Regions from separate parts of the Mus musculus genome. Here regions 1, 3 and 4 are each linked to region 2. The links are chromatin contacts, called in public Hi-C maps. All regions are on one chromosome and are shown on one strand. The core of a region is the stretch at or near the end of the contact, and the rest is flanking DNA. Distances in the headings are between cores, read along the strand shown. Region 1 holds the start of Lrrc40 (leucine rich repeat containing 40). Region 2 holds the start of Zzz3 (zinc finger, ZZ domain containing 3). Region 3 holds the start of Rpf1 (ribosome production factor 1 homolog). Region 4 holds the start of Ankrd13c (ankyrin repeat domain 13c).

The links. A called contact is a pair of places that touch in the nucleus more often than the background predicts.
Region 1: a contact with region 2 is called in a Hi-C map of pre-B cells, with 7 times the contacts expected there. The contact joins the promoter of Lrrc40 here to the promoter of Zzz3 in region 2. A contact is called at or near these places in 2 of 484 Hi-C or Micro-C datasets (CD8 T cells and pre-B cells).
Region 3: a Hi-C map of CD8 T cells shows a contact between it and region 2, with 4 times the contacts expected there. The contact joins the promoter of Rpf1 here to the promoter of Zzz3 in region 2.
Region 4: a Hi-C map of CD8 T cells shows a contact between it and region 2, with 4 times the contacts expected there. The contact joins the promoter of Ankrd13c here to the promoter of Zzz3 in region 2. A contact is called at or near these places in 1 of 39 promoter capture datasets (pre-B cells) and 1 of 484 Hi-C or Micro-C datasets (CD8 T cells).

What each region holds. Positions count from the first base shown.
Region 1 is chr3:158,035,289-158,037,988 of GRCm38.p6, forward strand. Lrrc40 (leucine rich repeat containing 40) reads left to right here and starts at 1,394. Exons shown (of 15, transcript NM_024194.6): 1 at 1,394-1,588. The coding sequence starts at 1,438. It overlaps Srsf11 (serine and arginine-rich splicing factor 11), which reads right to left and starts at 1,318. Exons shown (of 13, transcript NM_001379531.1): 1 at 1,228-1,318. The coding sequence starts at 1,317.
Region 2 is chr3:152,394,595-152,397,294 of GRCm38.p6, forward strand. Zzz3 (zinc finger, ZZ domain containing 3) reads left to right here and starts at 1,409. Exons shown (of 14, transcript NM_001080755.2): 1 at 1,409-1,544.
Region 3 is chr3:146,519,992-146,522,691 of GRCm38.p6, forward strand. It overlaps Rpf1 (ribosome production factor 1 homolog), which reads right to left and starts at 1,432. Exons shown (of 9, transcript NM_027371.3): 1 at 1,178-1,432. The coding sequence starts at 1,405.
Region 4 is chr3:157,945,654-157,948,353 of GRCm38.p6, forward strand. It overlaps Ankrd13c (ankyrin repeat domain 13c), which reads left to right and starts at 1,347. Exons shown (of 13, transcript NM_001013806.2): 1 at 1,347-2,303. The coding sequence starts at 1,874.

The sequences.
Region 1 (2,700 bases), core at 144-2,643, 5.6 Mb after region 2:
TCATTTCTGTGATGGCTGACATGTTGATGGCTAACTATGTTTAAAAGTTAAAAATCTCTGTAGTTAGGCAAAATTAGACCTCCTATGTTAAGGACTGCTAAGGATATATATTTTTAACTGATGTTCCTGTAAATAAATTTGTTCTGCTTGAACATAAACACATTGTAATTTTGCATTCTTTGCCTTTATAAACCCGACTGAGGTGGCTGGGCGCTGCATTCTAGTGAATCTCTAAACATCCCCCAGACTCATAACCATTTCATACTGGTGAGATGGCTCTGCAGGTTGGTGGAAAAAAAAACCCACTCCCTCAAGTTGTTCTCTAACCTCCTGAGGCACCAGGGCACGTGAAACCCTATTCACGTGTGCAAAAAGAAACACTAAACTTAAAGAGGAATGTAATAGAAAATCAATTTCAGTCAAAGAATTTGGTCTGCGCTGGACACAGGATTCACGGCCCTGCCCACGTTAGGGAATTATATCCCCAGCCCTGGATAGTTGAGGGCTACTTCTTCGTTTGGGAAAATATATCAATACTTTGTAAACTCCAGGAAAAACTAAGCAGGAAATCGCTACTTATTAAATAAAATTTTCTTTTTTGTATTTACAACAAAACTACGCATTTAAATTTTCTTTGCTTTCTTTCTTTCTTCTTCTTTTTTTTTTCCTTTTTTCTTTTTTGAGACTGTTTCTCTGTTGCTCTGGCTGTCCTGGACTCGCTGTGTAGACCTGGCTGACCTCCAATTCAAGAGATCCATTTGACTCTGCCTAATCTAGTGCTGTGATTAAAGACGTGCGCCACCATGCCAGGTCAGTATTTACATTTTCATTATCCGAAGTTATTTTTAAAACTTCTTAAGACTGGATTATCGGTAAATCAGTGAAAAATGAGCTTCGTAAGCGTGGGACCAACTGCATAAGTTAGTCTGTAAGCGAGCAGGATTCGAAGTCCGAGCCCTTCACCACAGCTTTTAGCTGTCAGGTGGGTACTTAAGCTTAAGGGCCAAGCTTCGTGTCACTCGCCATCCTGTTCTCCGGGATCAATTCGATCACCGCACTGAACTCAGCGATCCCCAGGCCTGGCGCCCAGGGCCACAGGCCGCGCCTCAGGTTTCGACGCCGCCACGTTCTGATGCGACGTTGGGTAGCGCAGCCATGCCCGACCGCGCTGTCTAGGGAGCCCATGTTCCCCCCACGAGGACCTCTCAGCCCGTTAGACGCACTTACCCGAAAGAAGTTTCTCCTGAGGGCGAGGTTGGTGAGGGCAACGGAAGGGCTCGTCGGTCCTGCGGTCCCGGGAGCTGGCGGTGACGACATCAGCGCGCGCAGCTAGGGCAAGGCCCGGATTACTGTGAGGCGGAAGGGGCGGGGTTATCCAGCCATGGCACCTTGAAACGTCACAGCCGTGGTCGGGGCTTCCGGTGTGAGCTTTTGAATATGTCGCGCCAGCTGAGAGCCCCTAGGTTTGACCCTCGTGCGGGATTCCACGCGGAGGGCAAGGACAGAGGCCCCTCTGTTCCCCAGGGCCTGCTGAAGGCAGCGAGAAGCAGCGGCCAACTCAACTTGGCGGGAAGGAACCTCGGGGAAGGTGAGGCAGCGCGCGAACATCCTCTTGGTCCCCTGTGCACCCACCCGCGCCTGCTCCGTGGCCCTGCTAAGACTGGCCTTGACTTACTCGAAGTGTTCACTGAGATGTCCACAGAATACGGGATAAACATCGTAGTTTGGGAGTAAATTCGCTGTGAGATAGAGGATAGGCAGGTATTTGATTCGCCTTCCTCTTATTTTCGTTTTACCAGCTCCCCTCTGTGAGCTTAGAATAATTTTCTTTCAAGCCTAGCCTTTTTTTTTCTTCCACTTGAGGAAAATCCCAATGACAAACATACTCCTTATCCTAAGTACTAATTCAGAGTAAATGCTGCGGAGTATATGAATTTGAGAACATCCTGAGAAACCTATGAATGATCAACAAGCACAAATCTACATATTACTAAGTATAAATAAATACCTTTGTAGTGTATGTGTTTGGTAGGAGAGGACAGAGACAAAGAGAGGATTGAGAAGTGAAGCATTCTTTCTGTAATATTTTTTTCTACTTGCATTGATTAAAATCTTCCACTTCTAATAATGTACTTATGTATCTGTAAGGTTGACTAAGTAAAGACATTATGTGTATGCTTACTGAATGTGATGATTACTTGTGTCAAGTTGACACAATCAATGAGGGATTATTTAGATCATGTTCTCTATGAAGAACGTCTATGAAGACCTGTCTTGATTGATAATTGATGTAGGAAGATCTAGCCCACTGTGGGTTGTGCCATTCCCTAAGTTGGGTCTTGAATCCAAAGGTTGAGTCGTATAAAAAAGTGTGCGTGCCTTAATTCATTTCTCCCTCTGCTCTTGATTGTAGTTGTGTTGTGAGTAGCTGTTCCAAGTTCCTGCCATCTTGACTGATGGCCTGCAAATGAAATTATGAGCTAAAATAAACTTTTTCTCTAAGGTTCTTTGTTATGGTATTTTACCACAGCGTCTGGAAAGAAGAGTAGAATAGAAATTGGTACCCAGAAAGTGGATAAATCTGACTACATGGTTCCTAGGATATTTGAACTATTTTATATGGCTAGAATGTGGAAGGCTCTGGAATGTAGGTCTAGGAAAAAAGCTGAATGTTATGGGCAGAGCATAATGGACTGTGTT
Region 2 (2,700 bases), core at 159-2,658:
GGAAGAGAAAGGGAAAGTAAACCTGTGGGGACCTTTATCGTTACAACCATCGTTCTCTTGGAAACGGATGACAGTCCAATAATGGCGCGCGCGTGCGTGCGTGCGTGCGTGCGTGCGTGCGTGTGTGTGTGTGTGTGTGTGTGTGTGTGTGGCTAGACAATGCTCCCAGCAGCAGATAAATTCTGACCATCCCAATAGTAGCTAGCCTATGCAGGTAGCATATTGCCTGGCTGGGAAATCGTGTTATTTTTATATCTCTGCCTATTGCAAGTCCAACACAGTTCAATAAAAACCATGGGAGGGTGTGCTGTGGTGAGGCCTTATAGACCCCACTACTAGGAAAATTAAGGCAATGGAGAGCAGTGTCTCTAAGACACAAGATGGCAGGTGTGATAGTCAGTATAACTATAATTGGTATTCTTTATTTTGGAGCAGATATTACTCTGAGTTGAATTGGAGACAACCAAATACAAGTCCACTTCTATGATCTAATAACTTACGAGCAATTGAAAAGAAACCACACTTACCCACTTCCTTGGAAAAACAAAACTGCTCCAGCTAAGGAAAACAAAGAAAGGCACTGAAGCCATACTGCACAGTTGCGAAGAGCCCCAGTTAATGGATTCTACCAGTGGACTTGGTATTTTTTGGAACACAATCTAATAGCCAAAGGGTTGCATGAGCGTCCCCACAGCTCAGAAGTGGTGGCCTATGGTGCTATCAACCCAGAGGAAATACTTATCCCTGTAACTGAAGGCGGGCATTACTTTGCTGCACTGCTAATACTGTATATTTGAAAGGGCGGTGTTATGGATTGAACTCAGAGCTTCACGTAGTTCCGGTAAGCACACGCTGAGCTACATAAATAACCAGTTTTCACTATGGGTTGAGCCATACTTGGTGCTGGACACAACTGTGGGCAAAAGCTAAGAGAAAAGACGCCCTGCCTTTAAAGAGACTTCATTCTTGGCGGGTAGTGCTGTTTAAAGGTACGGAAAATAAAAGCGGTGGAGAAGGTGTACTCTGGTGGGACTGCCGACGAGTCGCGGTGGAGCTGGGGAAGAGTCCTGCCCTAGGGAGGGAGGTGAGCAAAGGCTGGAGAGGTGGGCGCCTGCGTACTGAGCGGGCGGCGGCTGGCGCGGCAGTCCGGGGCGTCGTGCGGAAAGCGCCGCGGGGCCAGGCAAGGTCGGGACGCGGGCGGGGAGCCTCTCCGGGAAGGTAGAGCGGATCACAGCACGCAGCGGGCTGGGCCGGTGAATCCTCCCGCCCGCCGGCCGGCCGGGTCGGGATCGCTGCAGCGGCCGCGGCCACCAGTAGGTGGCGCGCCGAGCGCCCGGCTCCCAGCGTCTCAGAGCCGAGGAAGGAGGGGACCGGAAGGAGCCGCCGCTGCTGCGGGAAGTGGAGGAGCGGGAGGCGGGGACCCACCTGGAAGCGCCGCGGCGCCGCTGTGGCGCTTCCTGCGGCGGAGGGCGCTGGAGCCAGTGCGGCGGCCGACGGCGGCCACGCGGGCGGCGCCTCCCGGAGCGGCCCGCCCCACGCGAGAGGTAAGCGGGATCCCCGGGGCGCGTGGCGGGGCCGGCGCAGGGGCGGGAGCGGAGCGCGGAGGGAAAGGCGCGCGCGGGGCCGGAGCCCTTCAGAGCGAGCGAGCGCCGGGAGGGGGTGGCCGAGGCGGCGGCGGCGGCGGCGCCCCCACGTGGGCCGGGCGCGCGCGTTCGCGGCTGAGGGGGCGGGGAGGCCTGCGGAGGCGCCGGGCGCGCGCGCGGGGCTCACGTGACGGCCACGTGACCGGAGGCCAGGCCGGCTGAGGGCTAGCGCGGTCCTCCGTGGCGTCCGGAGGGCGGCAGAGGGCTGAGTTTGGCGTCCCGCCTTTCCTTCTCCCCTCAGACGACTCAGAGGAGGAATCCAGGGCGGGGAAGGCTTGCCTCTCCTCCCGTTTGCCCGCGGCCTCCCAGTGCGAGGACGAACCACACGTTCAAAGTCCCGAAGTAGTGATTAGCTTCCCCCACGCCGCCATGTTGGCTCCAGCGCACGCCCGCCCGCGAGATGCCAGCGGGTCGGTATCGCGAGATCTCCGGACTCTCGCGGGACCTGGTTGGCAGAGCGGTTGCGCTGGATGGCGGAGCCCCGGGTTCTCGGGGCCCTGGGACCAGTAACTCTTTTCCTGCAGGCAAGTTGTCGGGGAGGGGCCGGGGCGCGCGCCCGGGCGCCGGGAGCCTTCGTGCGCGCGCCTCGCCGTCGCCTGCGGCGGTGCAGAGCGGCTGTCGCGCGCCGCGCTCCTCCCGCCCCCGGGCGCCCGCCACCTGCGGAGACCTCCCCGCCGGCCGCTGCCCGGCGCTCGCTCGCCGGCCCGGAGGCCGCTGCCAGCCCGCCCCGCCCGCCGCCGCCCCCTCTGCCCAGTTACCCTCTCTGCAGACAGCTCCACTTTCCTGTCGCCTGTGGCTGCAGAATCTTCCCCCAGTCTCCCAACAGAACGCATAGCATCTCTCGTGTCCGGGCGTCATTTAGCCACCCACTTGTCTATTGGGAAGTTCTCCTCGTCACCCTGGCTGCTGACAGTAACTTTTGGCAGTGTTTGGGAGGCCCCCTCACCCCTGACAGTACCCGAGGTCAGAATACAATCCTTGTTCTGTACATGCTGATAAACTCACGTCGGTAGGGATTGGGGCTACCATTTTTGGTATTCTGGGGTGCCGGTTTTGT
Region 3 (2,700 bases), core at 182-2,681, 5.9 Mb before region 2:
TATTCTTATAGGTTATAACCAAAACTACCTATTAAGGTCAATAGGAAGTTGCAAACATGTTCAGTTGTTACTTAGTATACACTATAATCTCCTGAATCTAGACAAAATGTCTGACACATTCTGTAGTGCCTACTGATCTTCAGTCCAAAAAAAAAAGGCTTTTAGGACATTCCTCCCTCAAAATTGCAAATCAAGCCCGGCGGTGGTGACGCACGCCTTTAATCCCAGCACTTGGGAGGCAAAGGCAGGCAGATTTCTGAGTTCGAGGTCTGGTCTACAAAGTGAGTTCCAGGACAGCCAGGGCTACACAGAGAAACCCTGTCTTGAAAAAAACAAAAAAACAAAAACCAAAAAACCTCCACAACTGACTGTTCTTCCACAAGTCCTCAGTTCATTCCCAGCAACCACATGGTGGCTCACAAACATCTGTAATGGGATCTGATGCCCTCTTCTGGTGTGTCTGAAGACAGCTACAGTGCACTCATATAAATAAATCTTTAAAAAATAAATAAATAAATAAAAAGAACTCCAGTAGCGACCTAGCACTTACGAAAAGATCCAGCCAAGGTCCTCCAGTAAGAGAACACAAATATAAAATCATGTGTTAGTTGCTGTGTATGCTGTAATAGGGAATTTTTAAAATTGTAATTTAGACACAAATGAGCCTCATGATCCTGGGCAAGGCTTACTTACAAGTCTGTCTAGTTTTCAGTGCGAGCACAAGGCGGAAGAGAGCAAACACAGCTATGACAGACACTTCACAGTGCTGAAACTTCACCAATGGTTCCTTGAAAGAGTCTGGGGCCACGTTTAGGACCTGGAGTTTACCACCAACGCTAGGCAGGCGGGATGCGCAAAGGCAGGGGGCGGACCCTCTGCCATCTCCGGCCAGAGGCTGGATCGTCGGTTCCAAATCCCTCGGCTTCCCAGAGAGTGCAACCCACGGAGCAGGCAAGGGCCGGATTCCCCTACGCCAAGCTCATCCGGCAAAAGGCTGACGCTGGGGACCCCGTAGCCAAGCGAGGGGCTGGGGGCGCGCCTCCGGCCCCGCCCCTTCAACCCCGCGCGCCCCCGGCCCCGCCCCTTCAACCCCGCGCGCGCACGTCGCCCCCCCCCCAGCCCCGCGCGCTCCCGGCCCCGCCCCTGCGCTCGTGCCCCGCCAACCCCGCGCGCGTACCTTCCGCTGCTGCTGTTTCCACCGCGTGAACATCAAGTGTCGCCGCTGCTTGTTCTTAATCTCCGAGATACTGAAGCCCGGGGGGAAGGCGGCCGCTTTCGCGGGCTGCACCCCGCTCTCCGCCGTCCCATCGCTCGCGGCCGCAGCCTCTTGAGGCTCTTCAGCGGCAGCTTTCCTCTTCAAGCCTCGCTTGCCGCCACCAACACTTTTCTCGCCGGCCTTCGCCATGTTGTTTACGGCTGTACGGAAACGGAAGTGCTCTCTGTCTTTGACCCGGGTCATACGGTTTTACTTCCGGGGCCGCCAAGTTCCGGAACTAGCGCTTTGCTTTATGGATTAGCTATGTAAGAAAGTGCCAAGGCTGGACGCTGGTGGTGGCGCACGCCTTTAATCCCAGCACTAGGGAGGCAGAGACGGGCGGATTTCTGAGTTCGAGGCCAGCCTGGTCTACAGCCTGAGATCCAGGACAGCCAGGGCTACACAGAGAAACCCTGTCTCGAACTCCCCTCCCCCCAAGAAAGAAAGAAAGTGTCAAAATTCAGAGTTCGTTCCCGACTGTACATTATTTCTAATAGAACAATTTCTAAACAGAACAAGATTAAAAAGAGAGCAAAGAAGCATCACACTTCCAACGTTCTCACTGGTCTCAGACTTAATGCTTATGCAGCAATGCAGGAAAATCCTTTCATCTGAGATAAACTGATAACGCCTACCAGACAATGGAAACGGCCAGCTGCGAGGCCCCTTAGCAGCAGCAAACTAGTCTACCACTCAAACACCACAGACACCAGAAGTCAGACGAAAATTTAGGAGAGAAGAAGAGGCTTGAAGTTGAATAGATTCTGTGAGGGTTTTGTAAAGACGCTGTGTTTTGTGTAAGATGTAGTCCTCTTGGTGGATTTTGAGGGAGAAAATGATCAGGCATTTTGCTTTATTTTTAAGGCGCTACGGCCCTGACTCAGGCTTTGTAGATGCTAAGTGAGTGGTTGTCATAAAGCTGAATTTACAGTCTCCTTGATTTACACATAAAAAACAATACTCATAATAATTATTTAAGGGGACTGGGAAGATGGCTCAGTGATTAAGAGTACTGACTGATCTTCCAGAGATCCTGAGCTTAATTCCCAGCATCCACATGGTGGCTCACAACCATCTGTAATGGGATCTGATGCTTTCTTCTGGTGTATCTGAAGACAGCTACAATGTATTCATATACATTAAATAATTCTTTTTTTTTTTTTTTTTTTTTTTTTTTTGGTTTTTCAAGACAGGGTTTCTCTGTGTAGCTCTGGCTGTCCTGGCACTCACTTTGTAGACCAGGCTGGCCTCGGACTCAGAAATCCGCCTGCCTCTGCCTCCCGAGTGCTGGGATTAAAGGCGTGCGCCACCACGCCCGGCTACATTAAATAATTCTTAAAAGTTATTTATTATTATTTAAGAAGAAACTAAGGGAAGATGGGTGGAGTGAGAAATGTTAATGAATTGAACAAAGGTAGTATTCGCACAGCTCTCACCTTAGAGAA
Region 4 (2,700 bases), core at 97-2,596, 5.6 Mb after region 2:
AACTAATAATTTCCCCTTATGTTATATTGGGATGTTACAGAATCTCAGAATTTACATTTTTCTTGTACTAAATATCTTTAATAGTACTCATATTTTGATGTCCCTACCCATTACATACTATAAGCCTTAAACCTCAAAGTTTAAAGGGATGAGATGTTTGTTTTTTGAGAACAGTCACTTGAGGCAACCTTCCTGTATCTACTTCCCGAGTGCTGGGATTGTAAGCATATACCACCACAATAGGTTGTCTTAAAAAAAAATGTTCATGGTGTTTGATTTCACTGAAAGAACACTTAGGAGTTTTAACATCCATCAAGAGGTAGCAGCCAGTAATTAGGTACATGATTTTGGCTGCCTACCTACTATTTACTGTTTTTTTTTTTTTTTTTTAAGACTAATTTTGTGTGTGTGTGTGGGTATGCACCAGAGGACAATTTGTTGGAATGGGTTCTTTTCTTTTACCATGTGGGTCCCAGGGATTGAATGCTCAGTGGCATGTCATGTCACTGGTCCATCTACTAATTTTGGGACAGCATTCACTCTGTAGCTCAGGCTAGCCTTGAATCCATGTGATCAATCCTTTTGCCCTTCCTCAGTTTCTGGAGTGCTGGAACTTATTGATGTGAGCCACCATGTTCAGTTTAGTTTTCTAAATGTTCACAATTTCATCACACACACACACACACACACACACACACACACACACAGTGCTTTGATTCCCACTCACTACCTCGACTATTCATTCTATACGTCTTATGGCACTTTTGTTCTACACCATTTTATTTCGCTGGGTTACTGTGCAATTCCTGAATCTGATCTAAGATCCGTTTCCTACTTCCAAAGAATTTATGTCCAAAATTCCAAACTGTATAACTAGCACTCTGTGTAAAAACACCAAGGACCTCCAACTTCAATATGCTAAATTTGAACTCATTTTTAAAGGAGTCTTAAGCTTTTTCCGGATTCACTGTATCCCAGAGCATGCTTTCATCATCTCTCACCCGGGTTACTGCCCACTTATTTAAAAACAATTACTCCATTTCCTCAAGTAAGCATCCTCCACATACTTTAACTCTGACGTTTGTCCCAAATACACTCAACTAACAGCTGTTTGAAAAATCCTCCATTCCCGGTGTAATAAACAGCCTTTGAATTCCAAAGTCAGGCCCTAGATTCCTCCAGGATAACTGGCCATCTCTCCTCGCCTACAGCCTTGCCAGCCTGAGCAAGTCCTTGCACAGGTTAGGGAACCCAGCAGAGTCTTAGCGAGTGTTTACTGAAGGTCCAGCGCAGCTGAGTGACGTCACGTCCGATATCCGGTGGTGTCTTCCTACGTCGTTCTGAGGGAGGTTGACAAACAGGGTTTCAGCCTTTAAGCTAGAGTTCGTAACTGCCGTTGACCTCCTCCTTTACGAAGGCCCAGAGCACCAGGTCAGAGCTCTGAGTCTGGGTCTGAATTCAGCCGCAGGGCCCGGCCCAGGGTGGAACCCTGTGCGAGAGGAGCGCGGGCGCTGCCCGGACCCTGACCCAAGCGCAGAAGCGGCCCTCTAACACTCCGCGGCGGCGTTTCCTCCGAAGCTCTCGCGAGAGGAGCCGGGGAAAGATGGCTGCGCCGGGTCTTTCCGAGTGAGGAGGAGGCGGCGGCGGCGGCGCCGGGCGTCGTGCGGTCGTGGTCTCTTGAGCTGCGGCTTTCCTCGTCCGAGACGAGGGCCGCCGCCTCCGGGAGATGCGCGTGTCGCGGACCCGCGGTCGCCCCGGGAGTTCATGCTGCGTGCTAGGCTCGCGGCCGCCGCTCTAATCGCCCGGCGCCGCCGCCGCGCCGGCTCGGCCCGCGGTGAGCCTCCCGGAGCCTGTCCCGCGCGCCGCGGCGGCTATGACCGGGGAGAAGATCCGCTCCCTGCGGAGGGACCACAAGCCCAGCAAAGAGGACGGGGACGTGCTGGAGCCCTGCGAGGAGGAGGCGACAGCCGCGCTCGGCGGCGCCTTCACCGGGGGCAGAAGCGGACCGGGCGGCAGCGGCAAGGGCGGCAAGGCCTGCCATAAGATCTTCAGCCACCACCACCGGCTGCAGCTGAAGGCGCCCGCCGTTCCGGGCCCCGGCGTTCCGGCCCCGCCGCAGCACAACGCAGTGACTGCCACCTGCCCTGCCCCGGCCTGCCTGGGCGGCAGCAACCCCGCTTTAGTCGCTGACGGAGGCGGCTGCCCCTCGCTCTACCCGGTCCACGAGTGCGTCTTTAAGGGGGACGTGAGGAGACTGTCCTCGCTCATCCGCACGCACAATATCGGACAGAAAGATAATCATGGTGAGCTTTGCCTAATTTCCGTCCCCTCGGAGGTGGGGTGGGGGTGACCGTTGGCCTCCGGGTTCCCGGTCCCTTCTCCCGCACCGTGTTTTCCTCTGGCGGAAAACCTCGAGTCTTTTCAGGTGCAGCGAGCGTGCCAGGGGTCAGGGTGCAGCAAGGATGTTTTCTTCTTTTCCACCTGAGCATTTCGGGACAGGTTGCATTTTCTCTGCGGCAGTCTTTGCGAGTGCCAAAAGGTCGGGCTATCTCACATCCAGGCAGGTCTTCTGGGTTTTAGGGAACGTTTCCTTTTTCCCTCCCTCCCTTCTTGCCGGTCTTCACCGCCCAGGTACGCGCAGATAGATGTGAGTTTTTATCCGTCACTGACCTCGTGCTGTAAACACTGGTTTTTGAAAGC